7 separate regions of the Mus musculus genome follow, and all the other regions are linked to region 1. Evidence: chromatin contacts called from public ChIA-PET, Hi-C, HiCAR-type and Micro-C data. All regions are on one chromosome and are shown on one strand. The core of a region is the stretch at or near the end of the contact, and the rest is flanking DNA. Distances in the headings are between cores, read along the strand shown.

Region 1 (4,306 bases), core at 620-3,119:
GTCACAGGAATACCCCACTATGCTGGTACCAATTTCTGTCTTAGTTAGGGTTTTACTGCTGTGAACAGACACCATGACCACGGCAAGTCTTATAAAAAAACAACATTTAATTGGGGCTGGCTTATAGGTTCAGAGGTTTAGTCCATTACTATCAAGGTAGGAGCATGGCAGCATCCAGACAGGCATGGTGCAGGAGGAGCTTAGAGTTCTGTGTCTTCATCCACCCACTAAGGCACCATCAGGAAAAGGCTACGGGATAATCATCCTGGAGTATTTTGGGAAGTTGATTTTATTGAAGTCAGACTAGGAAAATATGGGTATAAGTACTTCCTAGTCTTTGTAGATACTTTTTCTGGATGGGTAGAAGCCTACCACACCAAGAGAGAAACCGCACAGATGGTCATGAAGAAGATACTAGAAGAGATACTTCCTTGATTTGGTATGCCTAAAACCATTGGCTCAGATAATGGGCCAGCCTTCATTTCTCAGGTAAGCCAGGGAGTAGGTAAATTACTGGGCACAGATCGGAAATTCCATTGTGCATACTGTCCCCAAAGGTCAGGGCAGGTAGAAAGGATGAATCAGACCCTGAAGGAGACCTTAACCAAACTGTTGGTAGAGACTGGTACAGACGGGGTGTTGCTCCTTCCCATGGCATTGTTTAGGGCCAGAAATACTCCCTATCATTTCTATCTAACTCCCTTTGAGATCCTGTATGGGACCTCCACTCCCTTGACCCTGGCTCTTAATGCTCCCCCAACCCCAGAGTGACTTTTCAAGCTGACACAGATCTTATGGCTCGATTGCAAGCTTTCCCGATCAGCCACCAGGAACTGTGACACTAAACTTAGTGCCCTGATTAACGGAGGTACCTCAGAGATTCCACACAATTACCAAGTTGGAGATCACCCGCAAGGCCAAAGAAACCATGAGATGGCTGTGGTGTATCTTTCTTCTCGTGCTGAGCCTCAGCACCCCACCCAACCCTACCAAAGTGACTTGGCAAGTACTTCCAGCCACTGGGGATGTGGCTTGGTCCACTACAGAGGAACACCTGCCTTATACCTGGTGGTTGGACCTTGTCTTTGATTCCTGGGATATCCCTACCCTAGAGACACAGCGGGAGGAATTACCTGAATGTATAAAAACTGCTTGTAATAGCCATTCGGGTTCGCCTTCTAGTCGCTTGACTTGAGGGACTAATTGAAGGTCGATCCTTCGTGCCGGAAAGTAAACCTCTTGCTTTTGCATCAATCTGTATTTTGGTGTCTCACTAGAGAATGTCACAAAGTAAGTACCACTGACCGAAGGTCATGGTCTTACAGTTTAGGTAGGAAGAGTGAAGGGGGAGAGCAAGACCTGCTAGTGCCATGTTTGCCATTTGGGCCTGTTAGTGCCCTGGTGTAGTTCCTGCACCAGTCTCAGATCGTTTAACCTTTACTCAATACACAGGGAGATAAGAGGCTGCTTCTCAACAGTGTCCCTTCCATACCACTCATCTAGATAATGCTCTTCTTACTGAGGGACCCTAAGGATTTTTTTCCAGTCACACGCCTTCCTTACAGCCTCTCACTTCTGCCGAGGGTGAAGGCTATGCCAAGTTTCATTCTCCACCCACAGGAACTTTCTTGAGTAAAATAATTCTCAGAATGACCCTCTAGGAAGTCCCAGGTAGGGTCCAAATGTGAACCTCTGACGGAGGATTAGGGTTTTACATTATCTCCAGACACAGCGGACAGGACATGGAAGTTAGACCTTCAGCCTTACTGCCAAGCCAGTGCCTAGACATCAAAGGCGCCAGGGAGGCATTTGGGCGGAGAGCAGCTGAGATGGCATTCCTCCGGGCTTCCTAGATAGACCTCAGAAGCGTACTTCCGCTCTCGCAGAGAGGCCCGCGGAGGAAGTGGGCCCTGGGAGCGAACAGCCATTAGGAAGAATGCTGAGTGCTCCGGCGTGAGTCGGTGAGCGGCTGGGAGGTCGGGTGCAGGAGCGGGCGGCGGGGCACAGTTGCGGTGACCTGGCCCGGGCGGCGTCACGGCCCAGGGCGGTTCTGCGGGGAGCGGGACGATCGGAGCGGTGTTGTCCAGCAGTCCGGTGTCCGCCATTATGACTCTCGGTATTCTTGACAAACTCCACACGTAGGTCCATGTTTGACTGTGTGGGTCGGTTATGCTATTGCCTTAAAAACATAAAAATTAAAAAAAAAAAAAAAGCCCTGCGGTTGTGATGTAAAATGTTTGAGATTTTAAAAAAAGCTTCGAACAGCTTGGTGTGATAGCTCCGGCCTGTAATCCCCGCTACTGAGGAAGCGGAGGCAGAAAGACCGGGAGCTTGGGCAATTTAATGAGCCCTTCTCTCAAATTTTAAAAGTAATAAAGGTAGAAATGTTTTCTAAGCTGAGAGGGCACGTTTGAAATTCAGCTTTGATAACGCACTTGAAAGCTGAAACGTGCTCACAGTCCCAACCTTATTTATATATATATTATATATTTGTGTGTGTGTGTGTGTCTTCTAGTGTTCAAGGAGTATTTTGTAATGTCCGAGTTGCTTGAGAGTAAAATGATTTAAATAAATAAATAAATAAAGCAAGAAAGTGAACTGATGGGGGAACCCATTTAGCTTTAGGTGACTTCATTTCGTGAGCTTCATTTTCTGGCTCTCCAGCCCAGCAGTGCTTCATTCTTAATACAGCTTCAGAAAGTCCATTGTTCTAATTATCTAAGCTTTGGAAACCTATGTTATAGAAACTTTGAAACTTCTGTCACCGGTTCTGCCCCGGTACAATGCAATTGTTGGTTTGGGCTTCCCTAACCTCCCCCTCTTATATTAGCCTGGAACTCATACATCAAACATGTGGGCAGACTGGCATAGAACTCATAGAAATCCACCTATTTCTACTTCCTCAGTGCTGGGGTTAAAGGTGTGTGCTGCCACACTTGGCCCTACATCTTATTTTTGTTTGAGTGCATGTATATGTGTGGCAGTGTACCTGTGGGGATTAGAAGACAACTTGTGGGTGTCTTTCCTGCTGCTGTGTTGGCTCTTGCGATTGAACTCAGGTTCAACTGAACTACACAGTCTTGACACTAGATAACTTTACTCAGTGGTCCATCCTATAGGCTGTTCCTGCCTAACTTTCCTGGGTAGTACTGTTCATTACCAAGCATAGCCATACTTAAGACCTTGACAAAAATAAAATAAAACAAATAAATGATTTTGTTATGTAAATGTTTCACTGTATGTGCCTATATGCCATGTGTGTACCTGGTGCCTATGGAAGTCTGAAGAGACTGTCAGATCTCTTAAGACTAGACTTACAGGACTGTTGTAAGCTTGCAGGTGGGCACGGGGAATTGAACTATGGTCAGCTAGGCTCCTGGGGAAGCAGTGGTCAGTGCTCTTAAATCAACAGCCCACCTCTCCAGTCCCTAAAATCTTTTTTGAAGTATTTTGTTACTTGAAATATTAGAATGTTCTTATATCTGATGTTTTCCTGTGCTTAGATAAGGTTGATGTGTTCTTGTTACTGGCACTTGTGACATTTCACCACTTTAAAATATGTGTTTAATTTTGTAATTTGTACTGTTTGAGGGGGAAAGAATTTTGAATTCTGCATTCAAGTATTCTGTTTCTTCTCAACATTCCCTTCCTGATTAGCATCTTGTCTGTAGCAGTGAGCTTGGTGTTCTACATTTTTTTATTGGGAGGCCTTGTGAGGAAGATTTCCTCTCTCCTTACTTTGTTGTTTGTTTTTGAGATAGAGTCTCACATAGCCCTGGCTGGAACTTGCTTTACCTCCAAGTAACAAAAGTCTGCCCTCCTCTGTCTCCTAAGTGATGGGATTAAAGTCATGTTACTAGCTGACTTGGCTATTAACGAAGCTTCTTAAAATATAATCAGTTTATATCAGTGTGAACTTCTGACCCCACTGCTTTGTTTTGAGACAGGGCCTTACTTGTTATGTAGTCAGCCCAGGCTGGCCTTGAATTCCTTATCTTTCTGCCTCCACTTTCCAAGTGCTGAGATAATAGGCATCATCACCATGCCTGGCTTGCTTCAATTTTTGTTAAATTTAATTTACTATTACTGTGTGTGTGTCTGTGTGTCTCCGTGTGTGTGTGTGTGTCTGTGTGTACAATGTACTAAAGTGGGCATAGAGTCAGTGTGTGTGTGTGTGTGTGTACACTAATGTTGGCATGGAGTCAGTTCTTTCCACTTTTATGTGGGTTCTGGGGATGGAACTCAGGTTGCTGGTGAGGTAAGTGCTTTTACCTCTCTGCCCCTGCTTAAGTATATAATTTTTGCC
Region 2 (4,306 bases), core at 1,136-3,635, 990 kb before region 1:
GTTTAGACTGTTATATCTGCATCCAGGGCCAAAGACAGAACTCAGATCCTGTTCTTTCAACCAAAAATAAATACATAAAAACATATAACAGTAGACTTTAAAGAATTAATGAAAAAATTAAAAGACATAAAATAGTTATGGATTACCCAGAAGAAGTAACTTTCAAGTGGATAGAGGGATGGCTCAGCAGTTAAGAGCACTGGCTACTCCTCCAGAGGGCCTAAATTCAGTTCCCAAAGCCCACATGGTATCTCCCAACCATTTTAACTGCAGTTCCAAGGGAATCCATTGCCCTCTTCTGGCCTCCTTTCCTTTGTACACGAAGATGAACATTTCATATATCTTACAATGTGTCGGTTAGAGATCCCTCGGGCACCTTACACTTCATCCTAGTTTATATCTCTGCCCATTAGCCAGGTGGGCTTGAAATTCCTTTTCTTCTAAAAGCCTCAATTTCATCTTTGAAGTTCAGAAATGAACCCTACCTATAGCACAGAGCTGTGTTGAGTTTTAAACATAACATTATATAGGCTTTTGGTTAGGGTATGACATATTAGGTTTTTAATATATACAATAATCTACTGCACAATATTTTGGTCAATGTTGGACCACATATCACTGTGCTCCCTTAAGACTAAATCATCTAGTGATGTCATAGTCATCTTAATTTATCTAACTATACTCCAGATGAATTGTCTATGAAATTCTCAAAATACATCATTGCCCTTAAATAACCCATGATTGCTTGAGACCTGTCTTCCTCTTCTCTGTAAATTTATTTGGGATCTAAGTTTCAAACAAGGGTGTTTGAAATCCCTTTTGTGGGAACAGGACTGAGGATGGGCATTTAGAGGCGACAGAGTCACGTGACAACTCCTGGTAAATAAAGCTCCAGAGATCAGTATCAGTGTGCAGATCTGCATTTATTGCCAAGCACATAAGCTTATATACAGTATTTGAGCCAATCCCAAGCCCCTAAATCCTTGGCCAAGCATAACTTACTACATCTCACCATATCCCAATAAAAGCTGTGACTGATGAGGTAACTCAGAGAGAAGGGGTGTGGCGAGCATTGTCACCTGTAGGGACTTTTGTGAAGACTCAGAAGCAGCCACTGTCTTGACCTTAGTTCCTTTTTGCTGTCTCACTGGTGTCCCGGGAGCCATCTTAGATCTGACACCATGTACAGCAGATCAGGACTCTGTGGCACAGTGCTCTCCACCCCACATATTCCTTCACAAGGTTGTCTTCCACATGCCTCACACTCTCAATCTTAACATCCCAAAGCTGTTCAGGCTGTAGTCAGAGCAAGTTTTTCTTAGTTCACTCTATTGATAAATCTTTATTTCTGATGTCATTTCCTCCCACTTCTTCCCTTTTTTTTGTTTTCCTTTGTTAACAGAAAGGGGAATCATTTCTCTTCGTGAGGTTTTTTTTATCCTCATCCACAAACTGACAACTCCATCAAGTTAATATGTTGTCTCATATACCTCCAGTATAAAATATGAAATTAACTTAAAAGATTTCTTTTCCTTCCTGTATGAATTTATCCTGAGAACCTGGAATGCTGAAGTCTGGCAGATGCCACTATTAGCTAAGTCCTGTAAGGTACACAAGCATTTCTAGCTAACATGATGAAAATAAGGCAGTGTGAGGAGCCAGCCAGAGCTAAGAAGCGAACCTAATCATGGGCTGACATTCCTATGTACTGTCCCCTGTCTTTAGCATGTTCATCCATACTGGACTTGGAATGCAGTGTTCTATTGCACCAGGCTTCAGGGTGCTTTGCAACTCAGCAACAAGCAAACACGGGACTGAGGAAGCTAAGCATGGTAGTTCTTTAGCACATATTTTCAAACACTGTTTTTTAAGTGTCTGTTAATGAGGGGGAAACAAAAACTGAGAACTTAGGTCCAGCAGTACATACTAAGTTCATTTTTTTTTAGCTTCATAAATAAAACGTAATAGTACAAAAATACTAATGAGATTATTCTCAGATTGTTTGGGGGGTTTCGGAATCGGGCACATTATTTTATATTTACAGCTCATGCACAGTTCAAAGCCAATCGGTCACAATGCATGAGCTTAACAACAGTAAACAGCACTCGTTCAGGATTCTACACACGACTTCCGGGTATCCGAAGCTTGTTCGAGTTTCAGGAAGTGACGTCTGCCGTGAGACATGCCGGGAGTCGTAGTTAGCGTCCACCGTCCAGTTGCACCCGATGGGAGTTGTAGGCCATCCGTGAAGCATGCCGGGAGTTGTAGGCCATCCGTGAAGCATGCCGGGAGTTGTAGGCCATCCGTGAAGCATGCCGGGAGTTGTAGGCCATCCGTGAAGCATGCCGGGAGTTGTAGGCCATCCGTGAGGCATGCCGGGAGTTGTAGTCCGCGCGCGCTCTGGGGCTACTGGGCGCTTCATGGCAGTCGGCTCTGTGCTCGCCTACTCTTCCGCTCGGCCCTAGAAAGTTTCGTTTCTGCCCAGCGGAGGACCCACGAGCGTGTAAGTGCCGCAGGCGCCCGGACAGGCATCGGGGACACTGGGGCCTTTCTGGACGTCGGCGCGGAAGCTTCGTGGGGGCGTGGGTCGTCCCCTCCCACACAGGGCGCCTCGGGAGAACCCTCTCTCCAGAGAGGTTAGCTCCAATACGCAGGCTGTCTGCGGGGTCGTAGAAAGACCCTCAACACTGTTCCAAGATCGGAGCCGGCAGAAGGGGGCCGCCCTGTGAGGCGGAGCTTCGGCAGCTCTCCCCGAACCCCTGGCACAGCAGCCAAACCCCGAAGTTCTCGCGGGCACTGGGACTTGATCCCCAGAAAGCCAAACCCTCCTCTCTGCAGGACTCCTGACGCCCCTTCGGTCCAGGAGACACAGTTTGTTCCTTTTGTATCTTCGCTGACCTGACCCGCTGCCCTTATGCTCAGATAGTTCAAGGGGGCTCTGCGGTCAAGTTTCTGGAAACACCTGTAGGACGACTGAATGTATCTGGTGTGGTAGCTTGTCCTGTTGGCACCCAGGCTTGGGCTGCGGATGGGGGGCAGGGCGGAGCGACATCCTATTTGCATAAAAGAAGAGAACATGTAGTTGACACTTAAGCCAAGTCAAGTAGCTTCCTATTAATGCTATGATTCTCTGTGTCACTCTGCAAAGTTCCCACGGCTGGGCTGTCTCCTGCAGAAAAAACAGCACTTGTTTCTTTCTGTCCCTATGATTGTTTGACTTAACACAGGTGGTTTCCTTTCCAGACAGAAATGGGGCAGAGGCTCAGGACTTAATCTACTTACAGCCTCTCTCAGCAATGGTGGTCTGAAGCAGGTTAATTCCTCTGCCATCTGCTTGCTGCTGTTGCTGGGTTGGGGGAAGGGAGCTGTGGGTTTCTACTTTTAGTTTTGCAACCTCCTGGCTGCCCCGACACTCTCGGTCTATGACAACCAGTTCTGCTGTGTTGAAATGCAGAATACTGATTATGGGCCAGGATTGTTATCCTGGAAATCAGCCCAGGGCTGACTGTCAGCCTCCTTTACCTAAAAGGATCTGAAAAAAACAAAAACAAAAACAAAAAAAACTATAGCTTTAGGAGACAGAATTTATCTGTTTGTTTAATGTTCATATTTGTGTATCACTTCTTGAAAATTGTTTATTTTATTAAGAAAATAGATAACGTATACAGAGTCCTGCAGTACCGTGTGTGTGTGTGTGTGTGTGTGTGTGTGTGTGTGTTCTTAATATTTTACTTTATTTTTGTAATTGGTTTAGAACTTGGAAATGGTCTCAGGTTCCTTTGCCCCTTAGCCAGCATGGCTAAGTGCCAAGTGTTTAGCCCAGTCCTTTGAAGTGAGATAAAAGACACCACTTGTAATAGCAAAATCATCAATAACAAACATCTGGTGGTCTTGTTTTATGTTAGTCCTTGAGGCTGGAGGCCTGCTGCCTCCAGAACACAGAGTACTCAAGAAGTGTCAGTCCTTAGTCCTAGCTTCCCTTTGCAGGGAATGGTTAGCTGACAGGTCACCTCTGATTTCTGGAGATTCCAAAAACAAGATAAAACTCAAGACTGGTGTAGCAGTGTGAGCTAGAGGAAGTGTGTTGACTACCTATGATCTCATGCCAGGAACCACTGGGAACCCAAGAGTTAGAGGCCACATTCACTACAAGCATCTCCCAGGCAGCAGAAAGGGTTATAACTAAGGTTTTTAACCTTAGAGGTACCTGTAAGCAGAGGCCAGTTGTTTGTGACCATGTTGACATCTGAGTGACTTTGTGTTCCTGCTTCTCTCTAACAGCATTTGAACCTTAATTTGAAGTTAT
Region 3 (4,306 bases), core at 726-3,225, 850 kb before region 1:
AGATTCTTAGTCTCTTCCTTTATAAGTAGTTCTGGAACCATATCTCTAAAATTCTTCTGCATCTAAAAGCACCCGATTGTGATTCACTTTAAACTTTACTTTGTATTGGCTGTGAAAGACAATCTCAAAATGCACCATCAAAATTAACTTTTGATAACTCAGAGCTAATGTTGAATGTTTGTTCCCTCCTGCTTTAAAGTCTCCCAGGCTCAGAAGGCTGGCAGCTCTGCATGATGTTGGTTTACTCAGTGCCTCCTCGTAAGATACTGCACTGGCCTAGAGTGGTTGTATGTTCACCAATATTTGTGATAACCTCTTCCTATACTTGTCTTTCATAGGACAGTGTCTTTTTTTTTAAAACAGGGCTTCATTATGAAGCCCTGGGTGGCCTTGAACTCACAGAGGTCCTTCTGCCCCTGCTTTACAAGTGCTGGGGTTAAAGGCAAGGCGACCATAGAGGTAGTCATCACTTTGGAACAACGGTTAAACTTGAAGATTTTTTTTTTCATTTTTATTAGGTATTTAGCTCATTTACATTTCCAATGCTATACCAAAAGTCTCCCATACCCACCCACCCCCACCCCTACCCACCCACTCCCCCTTTTTGGCCCTGGCGTTCCCCTGTACTGGGGCATATAAAGTTTGCAAGTCCAATGGGCCTCTCTTTGCAGTGATGGCCGACTAGGCCATCTTCTGCTACATATGCAGCTAGAGACAAGAGCTCCGGGGTACTGGTTAGTTCATATTGTTGTTCCACCTATAGGGTTGCAGTTCCCTTTAGTTCCTTGGGTGCTTTCTCTAGTTCCTCCATTGGGGGCCCTGTGGTCCATTCAATAGCTGACTGTGAGCATCCACTTCTGTGTTTGCTATGCCCGACCTAAAGCTGTACTACAGAGCAATTGTGATAAAAACTGCATGGTACTGGTATAGCGACAGACAAGTAGACCAATGGAACAGAATTGAAGACCCAGAGATGAACCCACACACCTATGGTCACTTGATCTTTGACAAGGGAGCTAAAACCATCCAGTGGAAAAAAGACAGCATTTTTCAACAAATGGTGCTGGCACAACTGGCTGTTATCATGTAGAAGATTGCGAATTGATCCATTCCTATCTCCTTGTACTAAGGTCAAATCTAAGTGGATCAAGGAACTTCACATAAAACCAGAGACAGTGAAACTTATAGAGGAGAAAGTAGGGAAAAGCCTCGAAGATATGGGTACAGGGGAAAAATTCCTGAATAGAACAGCAGTGGCTTGCGCTGTAAGATCGAGAATCAATAAATAGGACCTCATAAAATTGCAAAGCTTCTGCAAGGCAAAAGACACCGTCAATAAGACAAAAAGATCACCAACAGATTTGGAAAGGATCTTTACCTATCCCAAAACTTGAAGATTCTAATGACTCAAGTTAGACTTCATAAGTGAAAACTTCCGCCAGGGAGATCAGGACGTTATTCCACAACCTTCTCCTGGCGAATCTAGTGTTTGTCTCTCTAATTCACTACTCTATATAAACCTATGTTTTTGCACATTTTTTTTCCAAAAAGGTAAAGTTATTCTCTTCTGCCAGCGTTATAAAACAATGCAGATGGAGGAAGGGCGTGCACCAGGGCCAGCATGAGCTTGATAGCCGGATGCAGTCACGCTGAAGCCCTGTTCACTCAGCCTGTTCTTCTCAGAGGTCTGGAACCACCAGCTCTGGATCCCGGTGCCAAAGCCCAACTTCTGTCCTGATTGTAGGCAAACACGCTGGCACCTAAGGCGCTGCTCAGCTCCCCCCCCCCACCCCCGACCGGAAATTTCTCTGTTGCCATTGGCAACGGCAGGCACCGCCCCAGGTTAGCGTGGCAAGAAAAGGTGGGACTTCCGGATCTCAAAGCCAATGTACCCGCGGAAATTAGCCAGTTACGCAACATCATCCGTCACGTGACACTGAGAGCCAATGATAGCGTGCAAGCGAGGGCCCACGTGTCTCCGTTCCCATTGGCAACGCGCGGCTTCTAAACAACCTCCGTTCCTCAGGCCCCGGTGCCGGCCTCCCTGTTTCCTGTCGGATCCGCCGCCACCATGGTGAGTGTCCTGGTCGGGAGAGGCCCAGCCGGGGTGCGGAGGGCGAGCGAGCGAGCGAGCGAGCGGGGCCTCGCCGGGGAGGGAGTCACGTCGGCCGAGCCGCGGGGACAGCTTCTTGCTGAAGCCTTCCTCCGGCCTTGTCGCCTCGTCCTTGGCTGTGGTCTGGGAAGCCCTGGCCGACACAGCCGCACACATTTGCCAGGGTGAAGAATGACGGGCTGGTTCCAACTTTCTGTGTGAACTTGGTTGAATCTAATTTTCTGAAGCACCTGATTTTACAACTGACTAATTATCGGTGCTGTTTTCTTTGTTTGGACGTCTGACGACCATTTGGGTATTAGAGTTCGGGCTTACTTTGAGACAGATAAAACTGAAGCGAAAACGCCAGTCCATCCAACCTTTCATCGTACAATTAATTTAAATAGCTGGGCATAGAGAAGTTATTGAAAGTGAAGCTCAAGTGGGTTGCTGACATATCCCAGCAATCAATTCCTAGTAAGTGTCACTTTGTATACATCTAAACAAAACAGACCATTTCTTAAACCATCCTGAGCTAGGAACTGGTCCTGCTTCTGATGTCAAAAACGAAAAAAAAAAAAAAATTACGCTAGTGGCTTCACAAAAAAGTTAGTACTTGTTTGTGTTCTTACTCTTTTATGTCATTGTGATAACACTTGGAAACCGGGTGTAGATGATTTGTCAAACAATGCACATAAAATAAACACTTTAAGCAATAAGCTCACTCTTTTTTAAAAAAAATTATCCTTTAAAGATTTTATACATTCATACAATGTATTTTAAATCCCCTAGCATCTTCCAGAATTATTGTTTACTTCCTGTCCTGTTTTTTTTAAGCCTACCTAGTCCAATTTATGCTGCACATATACTCATGTGTGTGGGACCATCACCTTCCTTGGGCCACACTCTTAAAAGAAACTGTCTCTCTGCCCTTCATAAATCTTCAGCCGTCAGTAACTGCTCAGCTAGAAGTGCGATCTCATAAACCCCTCCCCGTCTCTGTGCTGGATTGTTGATTGGCACCTTTGTGCAGGTGACCACAGTTGTGAGTTTCTAGGCCAGCAGTTCTGTCATGTCTAGAAGACAGTTTTTGTTGTTGCTGTTTCAAGACAGGGTTTCTCTGTTTAGTCCTGTCTATATTGGAATCCTCTCTGTAGTCCAGCCTGACCTTGAACTCAGATTCACTTGCCTTTGCCTATCTATGCCTCTGCCTCCTGAGTGTATATCTTAGTTGTGGCTAAGCCTATTTATTCTCTGTACCTAAAAGCTGTGAGCTGTGTGGTAGCCACCATCCATTGCACAGAGAAACTTCTCTAACCAGGTCTGAGAGCTGTACTAACTGTGTAGCTTCCCTATTTTAAAACAGCATCTGCCTTATTAAAAAGACTACTGTTTGTTTTCAAGCCAGATAATACTTTTTAAGGTTGTATTTGGTAAGGTTAAGTTTCTGTAGAGATCTGAAAATTAGTGTATTAAGGAATGTAGGCATTTGTTTCCTCTCACACAGCAGCCATTTTATTTAGATTAGTGAGTAGGTTAGTGCTGCTCCCCGAGGTGAGGATAGAGGTCTCATTCATCTTTCTGTTCTTTCAGCCCTGGGGCATAAAAATGTCACGGCTCATCCTAGTTACCTACTCTGTCTACTTTCAGAGACATTAGAGATGACAGGGGTATAAGGTATACCCCATATCTTAAGTCTGAAAAATACCCCACACCTCTTTGTATTTCTTCTTTTCCTGAGAAGTAGTCATGTGATTGTGACCTGAATGTATTTGAGTTGGTAGGAGGACAAAAAGGCAACCTGATATACATCAGTTGCTACAACACCATATATTCATCATCAACATCGTTGTTGGTTATTGTTATTGTTTGAGACTTCGTCTCTGGGTAGCCCTGGCTGTTCTGAAGTTCACTATGTAGATCAGGCTGGTTTCAAAGGCACAGAGATCTGCTTGCCTCTGGCTCCCAAGTGCTGAGATTAAAAGCAGGTACCAGTACACTGGGCCAAACAAAATACCTTGTTTATTTTCATTGTCAGTTCTTCTGTCATAGCCTCTGGACTAACCAGTTCTCTCTTTTTCAGGCAGAGTTGGGCCTAAATGAGCACCATCAAAATGAGGTCATTAATTACATGCGTTTTGCTCGTTCAAAAAGAGGCTTGAGACTTAAAACGGTAGATTCCTGCTTTCAGGACCTCAAGGACAGCAGGTATCA
Region 4 (4,306 bases), core at 542-3,041, 750 kb after region 1:
TAACAGCACCAAAATTATAGTTATGAAGTAGCAATGAAAATAATTTTATGGTTAGGAGTCACCACAACATGAGGAAATGTACTGGTCCAAGCACTAGGAAGGTTGAGAATCATTGTTTAATCAAATGTGTCATACTGCAATTATTCATTAAAATTTACTCAGAATACTATAAAATTTACTCAGAAGAGCATAAAAGGATAAAAGAAAATTTCTGCATAAAGTAAAATAACTAGCTGTGCAAAAATTTAAAAGTCAAAAAGTGGCACTTAAGAGTTTCTGATCAGAAAGCTTTGAGGACAGGAATATTAAGTCAGTGCTATGCCCTCGATTTTTTTTTAACCCAGCTTCATTATGTGACCTTGGGAATGTCATATAATTTCTTTCATCCCTAGGTCTGTAAAATGGGTCAATTTTACACTGACAGCCAGAAAAATTGCTATGTATTTGATGTTCTCTGAAAGAAACTTGTCTAATTAGTATGTTTAATTAACACACATACAGAATTGTCTTCAAGAACCCAATTCCAAGAGAAATATTTAACCAGACGCTGAAGACAGATTTCTCTGAAGGGAATGGTTTTATAAATCTGGAAAACACTGTAACAAGATTAGAAATTAACAAGTTGATTACATAATCCTTGACAACCTGGGCTTCAGACTGCACCGATACGAACTGTGATAAGTTAGGGATCAATTTGGGACAGTGTCCCAATCCCTACAAAGAATCCAAACTGAGCCTTTTGACCCTGGACAGGAATCTGTTGGAAACTCAGCAGAAAGAGCTGTACACCTGTAGGTCCATCGCTTACTTCACCTTAAACCTGACAAAACACTTCAAGCATCCAGGTGGTTTCACCAAGGCTCCTAAGACTTGGAGAATACGCTCATTTAAACGGAAGGGAAAGTAAGAAACCTGACAGCCCAGAGGCCCTACAGCCTCTGACTTCTACAGTCTTAGGAACCCCGGAGAGAAATTCCCCAATGCATACACGACCCGAACTCACAGCGAAGCTCCTAGGTTGTAGCTGACCCCACTGTTTAAGAACATCACAGCTGGAGGAAGCCTAAGCTTAAAGGGCTGCCACTCTCCTGGCTCCCGAGTCCAAGCAAAAGGCAACAAGGTGTTTGTTTTTATTGCAAATGGTTCGGAAAGAAATCAACAGGCGATGTCTACGGAAAAGAACAGCGTCTCCTAACGCGAAAAAATCCGAGCAGTCCCCGGGGAGCCGCACCGCTGCCCCTTCCGCAGCCGAGCGCCCTTCTCCGTAGACAACCGCGTCCCCGAGCTATCGTGAGGCGGCGGCCGCCCGGCTCTGCAGCGGGACTCGCGGCCCACGGGGAAACTGAGGCCCGTGGATCTCGCGTCGCCCGGGGCCCGCTGCGGGCGCGGCGCGGGGCCGCGTCGACTCCCGCGCTGCCGCAATCCCGCGGCGGCCGCAAGGGCAGGGCCGGGCCGGGCTGCGCGAAGCCCGCAGGCCGGGCGAGCTCGGGGCCGGGGTGGTGCCGCGGGCCGCGTCCTCTGCGCAGGGCACCCCGGGCCGAGCGCGCAACTTACTTTCCGCCTGCGGCGGCGCCAGCCCAGCCCCGCTAAGGCGGCCGCTGAGGAGAAGCGCAGACCCGGCCCACGCTCCCGCGCCGCGCTCGCCCTACCTCAGCCGGCAGGCGGGCATCCGTCCGCAGCGGCCGCGGCGTCGACAACTCCCTCCCGGCCGCCGGAACCCCGCACCCAGGGCTAATCATAATACCGAGCGGGCGGCCGGGGGTGCGGCCGCGCTGCGCAGGCGCGGGCCTTGCGTCATCGTGACGAAAGCGATGGGGTGGGGTCTTGTGTGAGGGCGGGGCCTTGGGTCGGGCGGGGCGGGGTTAACCCGGCGCACCTGCAGGCCAGCTCAGGGTCTACTGGAGGGCGTCCTGGCCCTGGCCTGAGCACATCCTACTCTGGAAAGAATAGAGATTATGCAGAAGGAAGCGCCAGGACGATGGACAGCGGCAGCAGGCATAGCAGCTAGAGCTATAGCTTTCAGGGGATATTGGAAGAGATCTTGGGGCTGAGGGCAAGGAGCACATGCGCTTTATCCATCAATGTTCACCCTATCTCCCATCTAGCTTGAAGCAATGAGAGACAACAAAATTAATATACATATGCACGTGCATATATATATATATATATATATATATATATATATATGTGTGTGTGTGTGTGTGTGTGTGTGTGTGTGTATCATATATACACAAGCATGCATACACATATGCACATATATATATATATACATACACATTTCTTTACTTTTTCTTCTCTCTGGGAATACATTTGAAGAATTCTGTTGCTTTTGTTACCACTAAAGCAGAAAGAAGCAAAGCCCAACACCTGAATGCAGGCTTGCCTCTAGAGTCAAAAGTCACTGGCCAGGCCAGGCAGCCTCTGAGAAACAACGTGGAGAAGTACACAGCAGGCACTAACTTGGCTGTTCATGGTTCTGTTCCAAGATGACTCAGAAAGGGATGTTAGTGGTGGCAGGACAAGAGGGAGGGAACTCCCAGCTCTATCTCCTGGAAGGATAATGAGCCATGGAGACTAGTCCTCTGGGGCTCCTGAAAAGAAGCCAGGTGCCAGGTTTCTCTCCCCTACTTTTCCTTCTGTGTTCCTGCATCCACAGAAGAAGAAAAAACACACACACACAAGCAGAATGAGCTTCTTACATGTCCAAGCCTGACTCAACTGACTGGACAAAAAAATCTAAATGGCTTTTGCCATCTCTGTTGGTCAGAAAATGGCAAGTCTTCTTCCTTCCTCCCTTCATTTATTTATTTGTTTATTTATTTATTTATTTATTTATACTACAACATCCACTTCGCATGCCTGAAGATGGCTGGGAAGCAGAATGACTGGGAAGGTGGTCTCGATCTTCTGCTGAAATGTGTGCTTAGACCTTCAATTATCCTAATGCTTTAGCCCTGGGTGGCAAAGTGCACATAGGAAAACCCCAGCATTGGCCTCTGCTCACGCAGGCCCCACCTGACTTAGGATCATGAAAGGACAGTGTCATTTGACGTGGAAATGTTTTCTTTTTCTTTCTTCATGTCTCTCTTTCTTATTTTTTTACATGTGTGTGTGTGTGTGTGTGTGTGTGTGTGTGTGTATGTTCAACATCCATGTAGAAGTCAACCTGTAGAAGAGAAAGCTCTGTCTCTTTGTCTGACACCACATGGGTCCTAGGGATGGAACTCGAATTAGCAATCGAGGCAGCAGGCACCCCCACCTGCTGAGCCATCTTAGAAGCTCTGCCAGGGAGATTCTAATTTAGACACACATTGAGCAACCGCTCCTAACTAGGTCTTGCACAATCTGCTCTTTTGCTGAAAGACCTTTGCCCTCTGGGAACTGTCACTAGTCAGGGACACTGTGGCCAATGAAGGAATAAAAGCATCACTTATAATGGTCTCCCAAGGGAAGTCCAGTAGCCAAGTTTGTACCCCGAAAGAACATTCATAACATAGGACAGTGGCTACAGCACATGAGCCCTTGAAATGGGGTTTATGTTGCTATTGTGTAACTCAGACTCTGACCAAATCAATACATTGAAGTGAGTCAAATTTATAAATTGATTTCAATGAAATATGCTTTGGTTATCTTCCTGAGATGAACAGGCAGTGCTATCAGCCATTTTCTTATCTATAGGGTTTCCCTCAAGGCTGGGGTGATGCTGGGAAGAAGATGACCCAATTTTAGCCCCACACCTTCAATGTGTTAGTTAACATGATATGATTATGCTTGAGCAATATTTTAAAATATTTAAACACAAATTAAGGTATTATTACTCTACTTGGCTTTTAATCAAATTTGCTTAGTTTAATGAAGAAACCCCCTTCTCAGATCTTCCCCAAGGCTTTCTTTAATACACACTGGTTTCTTAACATTGGGTCTTTTTATGGACCTGCAAGAAGTCTTAATTAGATACATGCTACAAAATGACAGGATGGAGCTTGCAGCCTTGTGTTACAGTCTCTGATTCAGATCTCAAAAGCAACAAAGTAGCAACTATTTAAAGAAGAAGTCCTTTATTGGATGAAAATCAGGAAGAGGCAACAAATTAGATCAAGATGTGAGAGCCAAGCAGATTAGTGAAGAATCATCATTTGCTTCTTGACCCTAGAAAGCAGTGTGTTTAACAAGCTCACCTTATCCAGGCATTATTATTTTTTTCATCAGTTACAAAAAAAAAAAAAAGTTAAAAAAAGACATTTTTAAAGCAACAGATAGTGATTATCCACTAAAGTGAATATTTGAGTTATGATTGATTTTTCTT
Region 5 (4,306 bases), core at 890-3,389, 660 kb before region 1:
AATACATCTACAATAAAGTAATTTATTTCCGTTCTCTGAGACAGGGTTTCTCTGTGTACCCATGGCTGTCCTGAAACTCACTCAAGACCAGGCTGCCTGAGACCCACTGCCTCTGCCTCTTAGGTGCTGGTTTAGATTAAAGTCAAGCGCCACCATCAACCAGCAAAGTAACTTCACATATGGCTCTTTTTAGGTATTTTTAAAAGTCCCACCATTCTTAGATAGTTCAGCAACTAATTCAGCCTACAAGTACCTCTAAAACAGAATATTCTTTGCCCATGGGGTATATTTAAAAGTTTAAATAGAATGGCTAAAAAGGGGGGAGGGGTGAAAACAGATTCTAACTCACAAACTCCCTGCTAAAGAAACACTTGCAATCAAGTTCTATCTTCACATTTATAGAAACATCCAAACCCTAAAGACTGATATGAATGTCCATATAACCCCAGACTCATAGTTTCCACTTCATTACAAAACCACCATTTCCACTTCTAAAGGATAAATTCCCTTCTCTTCTGTGTACACATAAAATGGTGTCTGCCTGTAGTGAAGTCTGAACTGGAGAGGATGGTAAGGATGAAGTATGAACACTCTTATTTTTTAATTTTATATATAAAAGAATTATTCACAGAGGTTGAATAACCTGCCCAGGAATCAAGGAGGATGGCTGCCTGTATTGAGGTCTGGCCTGGTGAAACTCAGTGCCTGGGCAGCTCAAAAATAATCTTCCTAATTCTCAAGTTATCCATCTCAATTATTCTTCGATGCAGGAAAACTCAACAATATCCTGTAACCGAAAGCCGAGCTACTTCAAGGCAAGACTCCAAATTGCTTAAACACATCTGAGACCTAGTGTAAGATCATGTTCAGCCCTTCAACAACTATCAGGTGGACAATAACCTAATTTGCCAGTAAAGGACATGTGACTCGGGCCGGACATAGACCAGTAAGTACACTTTGCTTCAACTGTCACCAATAAGGTGATTATTCACTTTACAAAGGAAAACTAATTAAAAGAAATGTGGAAGGAAGGGTGGCGCTGGGCTTTTCAAAGAGAACTGTATGTAGCAAGCAGAAGAGGCATAAAGGGTGAACACAGCAAAACATGAAAAGTGTTGGGCAGATGGCCTCCCTCCAAATTCTGGACTCATAACTTTACACCTTCAGTTATTCATTGGGCGTACCCAAACTACATTTGTTTCCTGCAAACGAACTGGGATGTCTATGTCTAATTAACAGGATAATTTAACTTGGCTTTTCGAAAGTTATATTTGCTTCTGCTACTAAAGGCATTCCCAGACCGTGGTAAATTATTAAAGCGGTTAGGGCGAAGTTATTCACAAACAAGGAGTGTAGGTGCTGAGGGTAACACAAGAGAAATTATCCCCCATCTCCTCTAACCCAGGACGAGCCAAAGAGCTTATAAATGTCTATTTTTTTTTTTTTTTGCACCTCTAAACATCCAGTGGCTGGGCCTCAAAACCTCAAGTCCTGGCTTTGCCAAAACTCAACATTGCTACGCCAAAATAGAGGCGAGCCTACTGTAGCTGTCGACGCAGTCTGTTGGAATAAGCACAGTAAATTCGACCGGCCCTTAGGACATCTGACTAAATTATTGCTGCGCCCTAAGAAGGACCCGTCATTGAGACTCCCAGGCCCAGAAAGCCTGAAACCAAGAGAAAGGTTAGCTCTGCCGGCGGACGTCAGAGCACGCCCGGTGAAAAAGGCCTCTCCCGGAGGCCACCCAGGGAAAGCTGGCTGCAGCCTCCGGTGCTGCGGGCTGCGGCTCGGCTCACCGCGCCAGGTCCAGCGGCGGGCGAGGCTGCGGGACACTGGCCTACGCTGCAGCCAGGCTGGACGGGGAAAGCCCAGCCCGCGAGCTCGGCCGGTGCGGGCCGCACACTCCCGGGCCTCGGCGCCCGCTCGCCCCTCCGCCCTTCCTGTCAGCGGCCGCAGCCCGCGGGACTCACAGCTTCAGATGCTCGTAGGCTGCGGCCGCCATCGTGCAGCTTCCTCCTCTTCGCTCCACCCGCAGTGTAGCCCGCTGCCACCCCGGCTCCGCGGCGACCGCTCCCCAGGCGCGGTGGTCAAGGAGCCTCGGCCTGGCCCCACCCCCTCCCGGGTCCGCCTCTCGGGCGAGCACGGGAGCCGGCGGCGGACAAACCAGTGAGCTGCGAGGCACGCCTCCGATGCGCGGATTGGAGCGGACCAAAGAACGCCGTGACGTCGCCTCTGGGGATTGGTGTAACGCGTTGCAGAGAAAGGCGGAGTCCCGGTAGCTTTGCACTGAGTCGCGACATTCAACAAACCGACCAGACTGAGGTTAGAAGCAGGAAGCATAGTGAAGCTGTGTAATTGGAGATCACTTATCGTGGAGGAGGCCTCCTCAGCACCGGGCCAGTGGCGCAATGGATAACGCGTCTGACTACGGATCAGAAGATTCTAGGTTCGACTCCTGGCTGGCTCGACGTGTGCGATCTTTTTCCTGAACCTTGGAAGGCCTGCTTGAAAAGGATCATAGCTAGATTGTCAAGGTCAAATGTCTTACGTTTTAATGTTGCTTTGCGAAAAAATAATACCTTCTTGGCTGTATTTGAAACCCGGAGTTACCTAAAACGGTTTGCAAGTTTCCTAGCTCCCCTGTTCTTAAAATTGCGCAGGAGTCTGGAAATGTACTCTTACGAAAACACTCTTGAGAGTGGAGGTTTGCAATCAGGGACAGGGACATGCGTGGCCAATGTCTTCCCACCCGATGACGGAAAAATCTCACCGAAAGCTCCTAGCTGGTAGAACACAGACGGCACTGACATGAGAAGGGCGTAGCTTCTGCTCTTCATGATTGGTACAGCGGCCTTGGCTAGCTCCGCTTGCAAAGCCGACCTAGCCTCCACTGCACAAGGAAACCTTAAAAATTCGGGGATTTCGCAGTAAGAGGCCCAGAAAAACGAGTACATGAACATTTTACGTAAGACCTGAGATAGCCAGAAACAGATGTGACGAAGGTGGATCGGGAGCAGGGCTCAGCCTATTCATTAACCAGTCACTCCATGATTAAGTTGTCCTAGAAAACATACCCCACTCCCCAGGAGTTTATTAAAACTGTATCAGATAAAGGAAATTATTGGGGCAGAATTAGACCAAGGACCAAGGGGTGTGGCTCACTCCTGCAGTCCATACTGCTGGATATAGACCAGGCCAAATGGCTGCCTTTGCTTTCCAGAGTACTGGAATTTAAGGTACAAGATACCATACCAGGCTTCTACACTTCTGAGGATTTAGTTTGCTTTTAATGAAGTTATAGTGGGTTGTTTCTCGAGACCGGGTTTCCCTGTGTAGTTTTGACTGTCCTGGAACTTGCTCTGTAACCAGGCTGGCCTCCAACTCAGAGATCCCTGCCTCTGCCTCCTGAATACTGGTGTAAAAGCACGCACCACTACTGCCCAGCTAACAGTATTTTTTGTTTGCTCTTTAATTTTTTGTCTGAGATTTGAGATCATTAATATGCATTGTTGTCAGTTTTAGCACTTAAAAAAAATGAGGGTTTTTTTTTTTTGTTTTGTTGTGTGTTTTGTTTTGAAGGGTGTGTGTGATGTGTGTACGTGCAGAGGGGGGAGGGGAAGAGAAAGAGAGACTGACTGAGGCTGTCTTATATAAGACAGTGGGCCTTTACTTGGCTATGGAAATGGACTTGGAACTCTGATTCAAGCTCCCAAGGTGCTGAGGTTATAAGCAAGCACCACCAACCACACCTGGTTTAAGAGTTCTTGCTTTAAGATGTTCTATTTGGGTGGATAAGTGGACACTTTAAAGGTCCATCTCATAGGCATTTAGATTTTTGGTACATATTTTCAAATTGCTCTGTGGAAAAATTAAAACAATATACCCTCTGTCACCAGAATGTTTCCACACATGCTAATCAACATTAGATATTTATGAATACATATAACATATAAATTAGATATCCAAGTCTCATGTACTAGCATATACCTAAAATTCTAGAATTTGAGACAGAGAGGTGTTGATCTGGAGACCTTATCTTTAAAAAAAATAAAGCATCCACATACAAATATAAATTATAGTTTCTTTACAGCTTTCATAAGTGAAAAACAACTTCCTTTTTACTTTCATTTCTTGGCCTATTGATTATTCTCTCCTGGTGTATTCAATCTTTTTTTCTCACAAACTTGACCTTGAAAAGATTTTATTTTTCATTGTTTATCTGTGTGTGTGTGCTCGTGCAAGTGCTTTATGAGACTAAAAGTATGAGATCCCCCTTGGAGCTAGGTACAGCCAGCCAAGGCAGGTG
Region 6 (4,306 bases), core at 522-3,021, 570 kb after region 1:
TCATAACTGTGACTTTGCTACTGTTATGAACCATAATATAAATATCCATGTTTTCCAATGGTTTTAGGTGACCCCTGTGAAACGTCATTGGAGCCCTCCAAAGGGTCCACAACCCACAGGTTGAGGACCACTGTTCTAGAGGAAGCAACTGGAAAGAAGGACTCTTGGGAACATGAGAGCATGGAGCCTTGCAAAGGGGGTTGTTACATAGCAAAGAATAACTAAGACATGCCTGTCCTAGCCTGCTTCTTTGGTTGCTCCAATAAAATTTAGACCAGAACTAACGTGGGAAGGAAAGGGCTTATTTGACTTATAGTCCATCATTAAGGTAAGCCAGGTCAAGAGCTCAAGGCAGGGTCCTGGAGACAGAACTTGAAGCAAAGACTACAGAAGAATACTGCTGCTTACTGCCTGCTCTTTTAAACAGCCAGGTTCCACCCTCTTAGGATGGTACCACCCATAGTGTGCTGGGCCCTCCCACATCATCAAGAGAATGCTCCTCCCTACCCCCCCTCCCCCCCAACACACAAGCTCAAAGGCCAGTCTGATGGAGGCTGTTCCTTAATGTGATTTCCTCTCAGGCAACTATTGGTGTGTCAGGTTCACAAAAACTAAGTGGCATGGCACCATGACTCAGGCTCACATCTTGTACTTTGCTTTGAGATGGAGATTCACTACATTGCTCAGGCTGGTCTCTAGTTCCTCAGTTCAAGTGATCTTCCAGCCTCAGTCTGCTGAGTATCTGAGACTACAAAAGTGTGGGCCACCAACACAGCTTAACTAAATTTTGTTAATTCAGCTGTGATAAGATTACTCCCAAGAGGGCTGGGATAATCTCTTCCCTAGGATGCACAAGGCCCTGGGTTTAATCTCCAGTATAAAGACTATCTGAGCAAAAAGGATTTAATAGATATTCCATTAAAATGATTGTTTTTCAAAAAATTTCAAACATTTCCAATCAGATACCAAAGAATGAAGTTATATGCAAGGATGAATGTAAGTTCAGGGGCTGAGAAAATTGGAACTCTCCAACTGAAACCCACAAGTCTCCTGAGTCGTCAATTGACTCTAATTGTTAAAGTTCTGAAAGATTTGCCTTGGTTTTCAGAGAGAAGAGAGCTTCAGAATTCTGCTGAAAACCAGCCAAGAATTGCTCCTTAAGGCAGAGAGGGGGCTAGGAGGACAACCTCCAAACCGGAACACCCCCAGGGGTTGGGGTGAAGGCCTTGTCCCCTGGAGGAAGGCAAAAACTGGAAGGGTGTGGAGGGTGGAGGCTAGACGGTAGAGGGTAGAGGTGGGCAGGTGTCTGGATTCTGGTCTAAGAGATTAAGAAAAGGAAAGCGTAAGGAGCCTTATCCTTTCCCTTCCATTCCCTACCCAGCAAAGCCAAGACCCAGCCCGCACCCATACCACCACGAGGACCGCTAGCGAGGCCCCACCCCTCCGGATGAGGCTCCCTTTCTGCCGTGAGTGACAGCAACCCAAGCCCCACCCCACTCGCCACAGCCCCGCCTTTAACATGTCTCTCTACAACGACAGCTGATGAGGCCACGCCCATGCAGCACCACCACATCCCACCAAAATGAGAACCTTCATGGCCCCGCCCCTTCCGTCGCGGCCCCACCCCTCTCCCGAGGGTCAGCCAGTGAAGCTTCACTCTGACACCTCCGCCCCCCTTCCTCGGGACTTACAACTGTTAAGGCACCGCCCCTTTCACGGTGATCCCGCCCCCCACGCCGAGTGACAGCCGGAAGGCCCCGCCCCTCCCGGTCGTTGACGCCTCCTGTCGGCCAAGGCGCCACGCCCCGGTCGTGTATCCAGTCCGCCTTAGCGCCGCGGGCCTGGTTCTCCCCGCTCCCGCGGTCCCCGAGGACGCCGCGTGGGCGGCCGGTGAGTGGGGAGGGGCGCAGTCCGTGTGGTGGGCCCGCTGGGGATGCTCCCCCCCCGCGACAGGGAAAGAGCCACGGAAGCACTGGTCAGGGCTGGAGATCCGCAAGGGTGTGAAAGCCGGCGGAGGCAGGGGGATGTCGGCCGGCTCTGGATTTGCGTCAGGCCTGGAGCAGGGCCGTCTCTGACTGACCATGGGATCCCGGGGTGTCGGGCTGCTCTGATTGACACTTCGGGGAAGGTGCCCGGTAGCCTTGATTGTGTCACACCTCGCGGTCTCTCTAGGGTTGTGAACAGATCCGGTCTGAGGTTTCTGACCGGGCCCATTGTGCGCTTTCCGTGATAGGTGTCGCATGACTCCAGTGAAGGGTGCAGAGCCCTGTCCCTACCCGAAACCCTGTTTGTTCTTTCCCATAGCTGAGGCGGTGCGTAGACGGTCTGACTGAAGTCTCTTCAAGTTTGTTCCCACTCCACAGTTGAATCGCAATCCCTTAAACCCTGATGTTGTAATCGAATCCCGGCAGTTTTAAAAGTTTCAGGTGCACTGTGAGTGGCCTGGTTTCCATTTAAAGTCACAGTAACCTTAGAGGACTAGATATTTCTAAGGACTCTTTCTGTCTTTAAACAATTTTAAATGCAACCGTGCATCCCTTAACCAGGGTAAACTGGGAGGGAGATGCTTGCTGTTTACCTGGCATGAACGTCCGAGGGCACTCACACAGACAAAGAGGCTGTGACTTTACTAGGCATATAGTTTTGTTTTCTGGGGTTTTTTTGTTTTGGTTTGCTTTGGTTTGGTTTTTGGTTTTTAAAAATTTTTGTCTGTGCGTTCGTGTTATTGTGAGTGCAGGCAAACGGATACACACAGGCTTGTACAGGACAGAGGACACAGGTGTGGGCCCTTGCCTCCCACCGTGTTTGAGATAGGATGTCTTTGTGTCTTTTCATTTTTGCTGCTGTGCTGCCTGTTCCAGGCCATTCAGCCCTATGGCTTCTTAGGGTTTTACTGTCTCTGTCTCCCATATCACCTGGAGTTGGGATTACAGAAGCACTCTACTGCGTGCTGGAGTCCAAATTTAGGTCCTCTTGATGAGAAATGAGAGATGCAGAATATCAGACAGGCATAGACAAGGCCTGGTAAACTGTAACGAGTGTGCATTTGGATAGACTGTAGTGTGGTTGCGTGTGCGTGTGTGTATGAGTGTGTAAAGAGGAAAACTAGAAAGGTTGGAACACAGAAAAGAGGATAAAGTTGAGAATATAAATGCCCTGTAGGAATGCTCAGAACCCTATGACCTCTAGTAGCATTTTGTTTTTCTTCCTAATTTGTATATTTAAAAGTGTTTTTTTTTTTTTTTACATATTATTGTATGTGTGCATGTGGGTTTACACATACCATGGAATGTGTGTAGGGATCAGAGGTCAAATTCTGGGAGTCAATTCTCTCCTTTTGTGTATATAAATACACATATAATTAATGGGGTAGTATTCTAATATTAATTTGTGACTTTTTCCAACTTAACATTTTCTCATTTATCATTTTCCTTGATCACTAAATATTCACACTGAACAACCAGCTACTTCTTTCTAAAATAATAATAGTATTTCAGCTATGTGTTTAATACATGCATGCTTGGAGGTGAAGAATTAGGGCTGATCAAGGCAAGTATATTAGTAAGTGTTTAAATGCCATCTATGCTACATTGAGCTAGTCCCTCACAGTATATACATGGGTTGTCTGTAGCTCTCTGCATTTTTACACAGTAACACCTGCTTTTGGAAGATGCCAGCTCAGAATGCTGTTTGTCCTGGTTGTTTTTTGTTTTTATTTTTGTTTTTTTTTTTTTGTTTTTTTTTTTGTAGTTGTTGTTTTCAACTTGACACAAACTATCCTCATCTGAACAAATCCCTCCACCATATTGACAGGTACACAGATCTGTGGGGCATTTTCTTGACTGATGATTGATTGGGGTGGGGGTGTGCAGTCCACGGCCAGTGGAGCCAGCCCTAGGCGGGTGGCCATGGGTTGTATAAGAAAGCAGGCTGACCAGGCCAGTAAGCTGCACCCTCCATGGCCTCTGCTTCAGCTCCTGCTTTGAGTTTCTGTCTTGGCTTCCCAGATGATGGAAGTCAAAAAACCCTTTTCCTCCCAAGTTGCTTTTGGTTGTGGTGCTTATCAGAGCAATAGAAGCTCTGAGACAGTGTTACCTGTGATGTGAAGCTATGGTTGGAATACATGGTAGTTTTTATACATACTTATTAGAAAGGGGAAAATAAGGGATTTGGGGAAATAAAAGATTTTTATTTTGAAATGATTTGGGTTTGTTTTTTGTTTGTTTGTTTTTGTTTTGTTTTGTTTTGTTTTTTTGTTATCTGCAAAGGCATTAGAGTTCTCATGTGCCAGCTTCCCTGAGCCTTG
Region 7 (4,306 bases), core at 910-3,409, 510 kb after region 1:
ATGCTCCAAAATGCTATAGGATGGCAGCTTATAATCGCTTGCTTTATCAATATCATCTCCCCATCTGTAAAGAAATGAGGTGTTTTCATCATACTTCCGGAGGTACAAAATAGGATTACTCCTAGTGTTAGACTTTTCCTGGTAAAATCCCAGGGTAGCATAGGATATCAGGGTTAGGCAAGACACAGGGAGCTGAGAACACTGTGCATACACTGAATTCTCCTCCTCTTCTCAGAAAACCACAAGGGTTCAATCACCAAGGCTTGGTTCTACTGACTGATCCCAAAGCCTTGCCTCTAGGAACTATCATCACACTGGAGTTCTACTCAGTTCTTCTCAATGAGGATTAAATGCCAACATGTGAAGTCTCTTAGGACATTCAGACCAGACCCAAATTATGGCATCATCTAAACCCAAATGTCTTGAAGAACTTAACTCAAAACGGCAGGCAAATATCCCACGAGTCCCAATCCCATTGAGAAGTAGCAGAAATATGAGGAAAACGCCTTAAAGTTGAATGCAGACACCTAAAGGAGCAGGTTCCAGTTAGCTCTGCTTCTTGGTAGTGGCGGTTCCAAATGAAAATGGGAGTGGTCAGATCTACTCACAGGGGAGACTCTAGGATTATCATGACCACACTGGGGGAGCACCCAGCAAGAACCTAGCCTTCTTTCTGTTTGCATGGTTATCCAGCACTGCTCACGGGTCCTGCCAAAAATACCAGAGAGGTCTACCTCTGACTAGGGACTGTAACCAGTCTTGCCCTCAGTGACCTCCAGCCATCATCAGAGCCATGTCACTCTCACCGTTGTGCTATGGATTCCTGAGCCTCACAGTATCAAGACCAAAAGGGCCCACAAGTTAGAATTCTCAGAGCCAGAAAAATGTCCTGACAAATTTAATAGAAACCCAAGCTACCAGGTCCTAGTTGTACCACATGACACTCTGTATTTCATGTCAATATAACTAGGAAGTTCAACAACAGACCAAAACAGTGGCTCCACTTGTTAATTATCACTTAAACAAAACTTGAAGAGTGTAGTTTCTAGCATTTCAAAAATATTCCTCCCCTAACATCTTTCCAAAATACTTACTTTCACATTACCATAATCTATTTACCCTATGGTTATCTTTCCCATACAAATGTCTCCAAATAGCTGAAGTACAACTGTCAAAATAATTTATAAAGGAGATGTATAGTCCCGTCCATATAAAACAAGTAGCCTTTTGAGAATCAGTGAAATAACTTTCATAGTAATTTAATTTTTCCACCAAGCATTGTTCTACTCACAAGGGCATGACATATCAAAAACAAAAAAGAATAACTTACTATGTCTATGAAGAAGTTGGGTGTGGTGGTTCACACATGTGATCTCAGCACTGGACGGCTGAGGCAAAAGGATTGGGTCTCTGCAGAGTTGAAAAGCTACCCTGGTCTACAGATTTCCAGGCCAGCAAGGGCTACATAGAGTGACTCCGGTTTCCAAAAAAAACAAAACAACAACAACAACAACTTAAGGGCTTCCTTCCTGTTAGGCATCTGCCCTTCAACTTTCACAAAGTTTGCCAGGGCTAGTGAAGCCAGACCGCCGGGTCACGGGAGCGCACGCACGGGGCAGCGGGAGGTGGGACGCAAGCGCCCCAGGCGCACCGGCGGCGATCGGCTGTCCCGCGAGGCTCCGAGTCCGACGCCTTCTCCCACCCTGGCGACGCACGGCTCCCGGCGCGGAGTTCTGAGCTCCGCCGCGCTCGGGATCACCGGGACGGCCGTCAACAGCAGCCGCTTTCCCTCCCCGCAGCCCCGCGGCCCTGACCGGGCCTGTCTGCCCCGACGGGTCGAGAGAGCGGGCGCCCGCGCCTTCCCTCGGCTGGCCGCCCGGGGTCGCCAGAGCGCACGAGACCCACGTCGTCCCCCCCTTCCCGGGTGATCCTCACCCTCCACCGGCGTCTGCCGAGTCCACCTCCTCCTCCGCCGCCATCGCTTTCATCACCGCCGCCGCGCAAGCGCAGGGACACACCTCGAAGCCGGCTGACAGGCCGACTGGGCGGCCCCGGGCCGCGGCCGCCCTTAAGACCGCACCGCCCGCGCATGCGTCGTCCGCCCGCTGGGACGATCCGAGGGCGCGGCCGCGCCACCGCAGGCTCGGCGTCCCAGCGGCCCGGCCTCGCAGACACGCATGCGCTGCCCGCCTGTCGCGCGGAGGCGGGGGCACTGGTAAGGAAGGTCAGCCCGACGCCGCGGGAGCCTAGGTAGTCATCCGTCGGAATAATGACCATTAATGCGTCATTCCGCCCGTGTGGACTGCCCTGGACGGGGCGCTAGGCAAGCCGTAGGTAGCCTGGAGTGAGACCCCAGCCAGAAATAGCCTGAGTGGCAGAAGTGCGCATCCTGTGGTGCTGGACCCTCCAGCCCTTACTTTCAGGTGGTGGCCTCTAGGAACTTGCACTCCACCCTGCCAGACTCTAGACTCCGGAAGGCTGAGAGCTTATGTGTGGGTACTAGAATTACACACACACCACCACCATCACCACCACCACCATCATCATCCCCACAGACCACAGAAGAGAGGGGCGAGGGAGGGAGAGAGGGAGAGCACTTCCTAGAATCCATTCTAAAATGATAGAGGGCTGAGGGCTCATAAAAATATTCTCATGAGCTCGATATGGTGGTCCACACCCTTCAAAAACACTTGGGAGTCAGAGGCAAACACATTTCTGTGAGTTGGATTAGCCTGATTAGCCAGCCAGAGCTACACAGTGAGACCCTGTCTTTAAAATAAATAAATTTAAAGGGGAGAGGGCTCGAGGGATGGCTCAGTGGTTAAGAGTGCATACTGTCCTATAGAAGAGAATGGGTTTGTTTCCAGCATCCATGTGGAGCCCCACAACTGCTTGTAATTCCAGTTCCAGGGGAGCAACACCCTCTTCTGGCCTCAGAGCACCTTAATGTATATGGTGCACATACAGGCAAGGAGGCACACCCTCGAGTGGGATTATTTTAATAATTTTTTTCCTGGTTAAGGGACGTGAGCAAATGCGTGAAAGTGATAAAGAGTAAAGCTCAGTACAGGCAAATGAAAGTCAGCAGCTAGCAAGTAAGTCCAAGACTGCGCTTTAAAAATAGAATTCAGAACTATGGCACTCACTGTGATTAAACAAATAGAGGCATCCTGGTGTTGCATAAGGGATGTTTCCCTTGGCTGGGGGCAGGTTCCTCCGGTCAGGAGAAAGTGTATGAACTAGCCTAGCTCTTTGTGCTTGTGACAAGCTGCCTACAGCTGGAGCTGTGTTGTGCAGGGGCCATCTATGCATTAGTTCCTAGGTTCAATTCCCATCCTGCCCTCTACCCCACACTCCAAAAAATGAAATTCTGAGAATATGTAATAGGTTCTCTTAGTTCAGCCACACCTGGGTGGTACTGATGCCCGGAACTACTCAGGAGCCTGATGTAAGCTAACTGAGTCTCAAATAATTCTAATAAGGCCAAAATATGTGGCATTCCCCCTTTCCCAGAGATCTAACCAAGAGCAGGTGTGTGGATGTGGGTTTGAACAGAAACAGAGGCTCCCACCACCCTCTTGATTTTTTTGAAGGCAAATGGATAATGTAAATATCGTTTGTATTCCCTTCGTTACTTTAGGATTACCTCTCTCCAGTCATCAGCTCCTCAGGAAGGCCAGAGTCCTTCCTGAAGCCTACACTAATATTCTTCCCTGTATTTAAGACCCCATGCATCACTCTCCATTTTAGACCACATTTGCTGCTGTAGAGAAACACCTTGACTAATCATTTACAACAAACAAGTTTTATCCCTCACAGTGCTGGAGACTGTGAGGAAGGCGTCTGTGGTATACAAAGAGGGCCTTGCTGCTTCATCTCATGGCAGAGGGCAAAGAGAGCAAGAAAGGGGCCTAACCCTTCTTTTTATAAGAAACCCCCTCCCCCAGAACTGACTCCCGAGATGAAGGCATTAATTGATCCGTGAAAGTAGCACCTCTGTGGCTCAGATGCTGCCCTTAGGCCTCACCTTTCAATACCACTACATGGGTTGCGCTTCCAGTATGAGAACGTTGGGGACACATTTAAACTTCTGATGCTCCTCCACTCCTCTCTCACTGTGATCTCTCCCCCCGGCCCCCGAGCCCCACTCCCTATAGTTCTTAACTTTCTACAATGGCAACAGTTTCTTAGAGATTATCACACTGATTTTATGAGCATGTGTTTGGGTGTGGCATGCACATGCTGTGGTTAGTACATAGATGCCAGAGAATGCTTTGCTGGAATTGGTTCTCAGGTTGCCAGGCCT

Evidence for each region. Hi-C and Micro-C count contacts between places; a contact is called where the count stands out from the background. ChIA-PET counts read pairs in DNA pulled down with a chosen protein or histone mark. HiCAR-type assays count read pairs that join an accessible place to other places.
Region 2: a contact with region 1 is called in a HiCAR-type map of astrocytes, with 4 times the contacts expected there. The contact joins the promoter of Fyco1 here to the promoter of Zfp445 in region 1. A contact is called at or near these places in 2 of 39 promoter capture datasets (the HPC-7 cell line and maxillary cranial neural crest), 2 of 484 Hi-C or Micro-C datasets (liver and pre-B cells) and 1 of 115 datasets of contacts at active chromatin or transcription factors (astrocytes).
Region 3: a Hi-C map of muscle stem cells shows a contact between it and region 1, with 2.4 times the contacts expected there. The contact joins the promoter of Lztfl1 here to the promoter of Zfp445 in region 1. A contact is called at or near these places in 1 of 39 promoter capture datasets (the C10 cell line) and 1 of 484 Hi-C or Micro-C datasets (muscle stem cells).
Region 4: a Hi-C map of pre-B cells shows a contact between it and region 1, with 2.5 times the contacts expected there. The contact joins the promoter of Snrk here to the promoter of Zfp445 in region 1. A contact is called at or near these places in 1 of 484 Hi-C or Micro-C datasets (pre-B cells) and 2 of 115 datasets of contacts at active chromatin or transcription factors (microglia and pancreatic cancer cells).
Region 5: an RNA polymerase II ChIA-PET map of memory CD8 T cells shows a contact between it and region 1, with 11 read pairs. The contact joins the promoter of Sacm1l here to the promoter of Zfp445 in region 1. A contact is called at or near these places in 1 of 115 datasets of contacts at active chromatin or transcription factors (memory CD8 T cells) and 1 of 9 other capture datasets (adipose tissue).
Region 6: a contact with region 1 is called in a Micro-C map of embryonic stem cells, with 3 times the contacts expected there. The contact joins the promoter of Ano10 here to the promoter of Zfp445 in region 1. A contact is called at or near these places in 1 of 39 promoter capture datasets (cranial neural crest) and 1 of 484 Hi-C or Micro-C datasets (embryonic stem cells).
Region 7: a contact with region 1 is called in a Micro-C map of embryonic stem cells, with 8 times the contacts expected there. The contact joins the promoter of Abhd5 here to the promoter of Zfp445 in region 1. A contact is called at or near these places in 1 of 39 promoter capture datasets (liver), 2 of 484 Hi-C or Micro-C datasets (embryonic stem cells and erythroblasts), 1 of 115 datasets of contacts at active chromatin or transcription factors (bone marrow-derived macrophages) and 1 of 9 other capture datasets (pancreatic islet).

Annotation. Positions count from the first base shown.
Region 1 is chr9:122,863,569-122,867,874 of GRCm38.p6, reverse strand. Zfp445 (zinc finger protein 445) reads left to right here and starts at 1,869. Exons shown (of 7, transcript NM_001359935.1): 1 at 1,869-1,961.
Region 2 is chr9:123,849,978-123,854,283 of GRCm38.p6, reverse strand. Fyco1 (FYVE and coiled-coil domain containing 1) reads left to right here and starts at 2,385. Exons shown (of 18, transcript NM_001110253.2): 1 at 2,385-2,503. Xcr1 (chemokine (C motif) receptor 1) reads left to right here. Exons shown (of 2, transcript NM_011798.4): 2 at 1-1,969. Gm51700 (a long non-coding RNA gene) reads right to left here. Exons shown (of 2, transcript XR_003948283.1): 1 at 3,283-4,306; 2 at 2,321-3,053.
Region 3 is chr9:123,715,294-123,719,599 of GRCm38.p6, reverse strand. Lztfl1 (leucine zipper transcription factor-like 1) reads left to right here and starts at 1,975. Exons shown (of 10, transcript NM_033322.3): 1 at 1,975-2,074; 2 at 4,176-4,300. The coding sequence starts at 2,072.
Region 4 is chr9:122,114,751-122,119,056 of GRCm38.p6, reverse strand. It overlaps Snrk (SNF related kinase), which reads right to left and starts at 1,791. Exons shown (of 8, transcript NM_001357775.1): 1 at 1,650-1,791.
Region 5 is chr9:123,527,586-123,531,891 of GRCm38.p6, reverse strand. Sacm1l (SAC1 suppressor of actin mutations 1-like (yeast)) reads right to left here and starts at 2,139. Exons shown (of 20, transcript NM_030692.5): 1 at 1,971-2,139. The coding sequence starts at 2,002. n-TRacg2 (a tRNA gene) reads left to right here and starts at 2,395; the gene lies at 2,395-2,467.
Region 6 is chr9:122,291,888-122,296,193 of GRCm38.p6, reverse strand. It overlaps Ano10 (anoctamin 10), which reads left to right and starts at 1,771. Exons shown (of 13, transcript NM_133979.3): 1 at 1,771-1,890. Gm26797 (predicted gene, 26797) reads left to right here. Exons shown (of 5, transcript NR_168548.1): 5 at 68-284.
Region 7 is chr9:122,349,469-122,353,774 of GRCm38.p6, reverse strand. Abhd5 (abhydrolase domain containing 5) reads right to left here and starts at 2,159. Exons shown (of 7, transcript NM_026179.2): 1 at 1,936-2,159. The coding sequence starts at 1,988.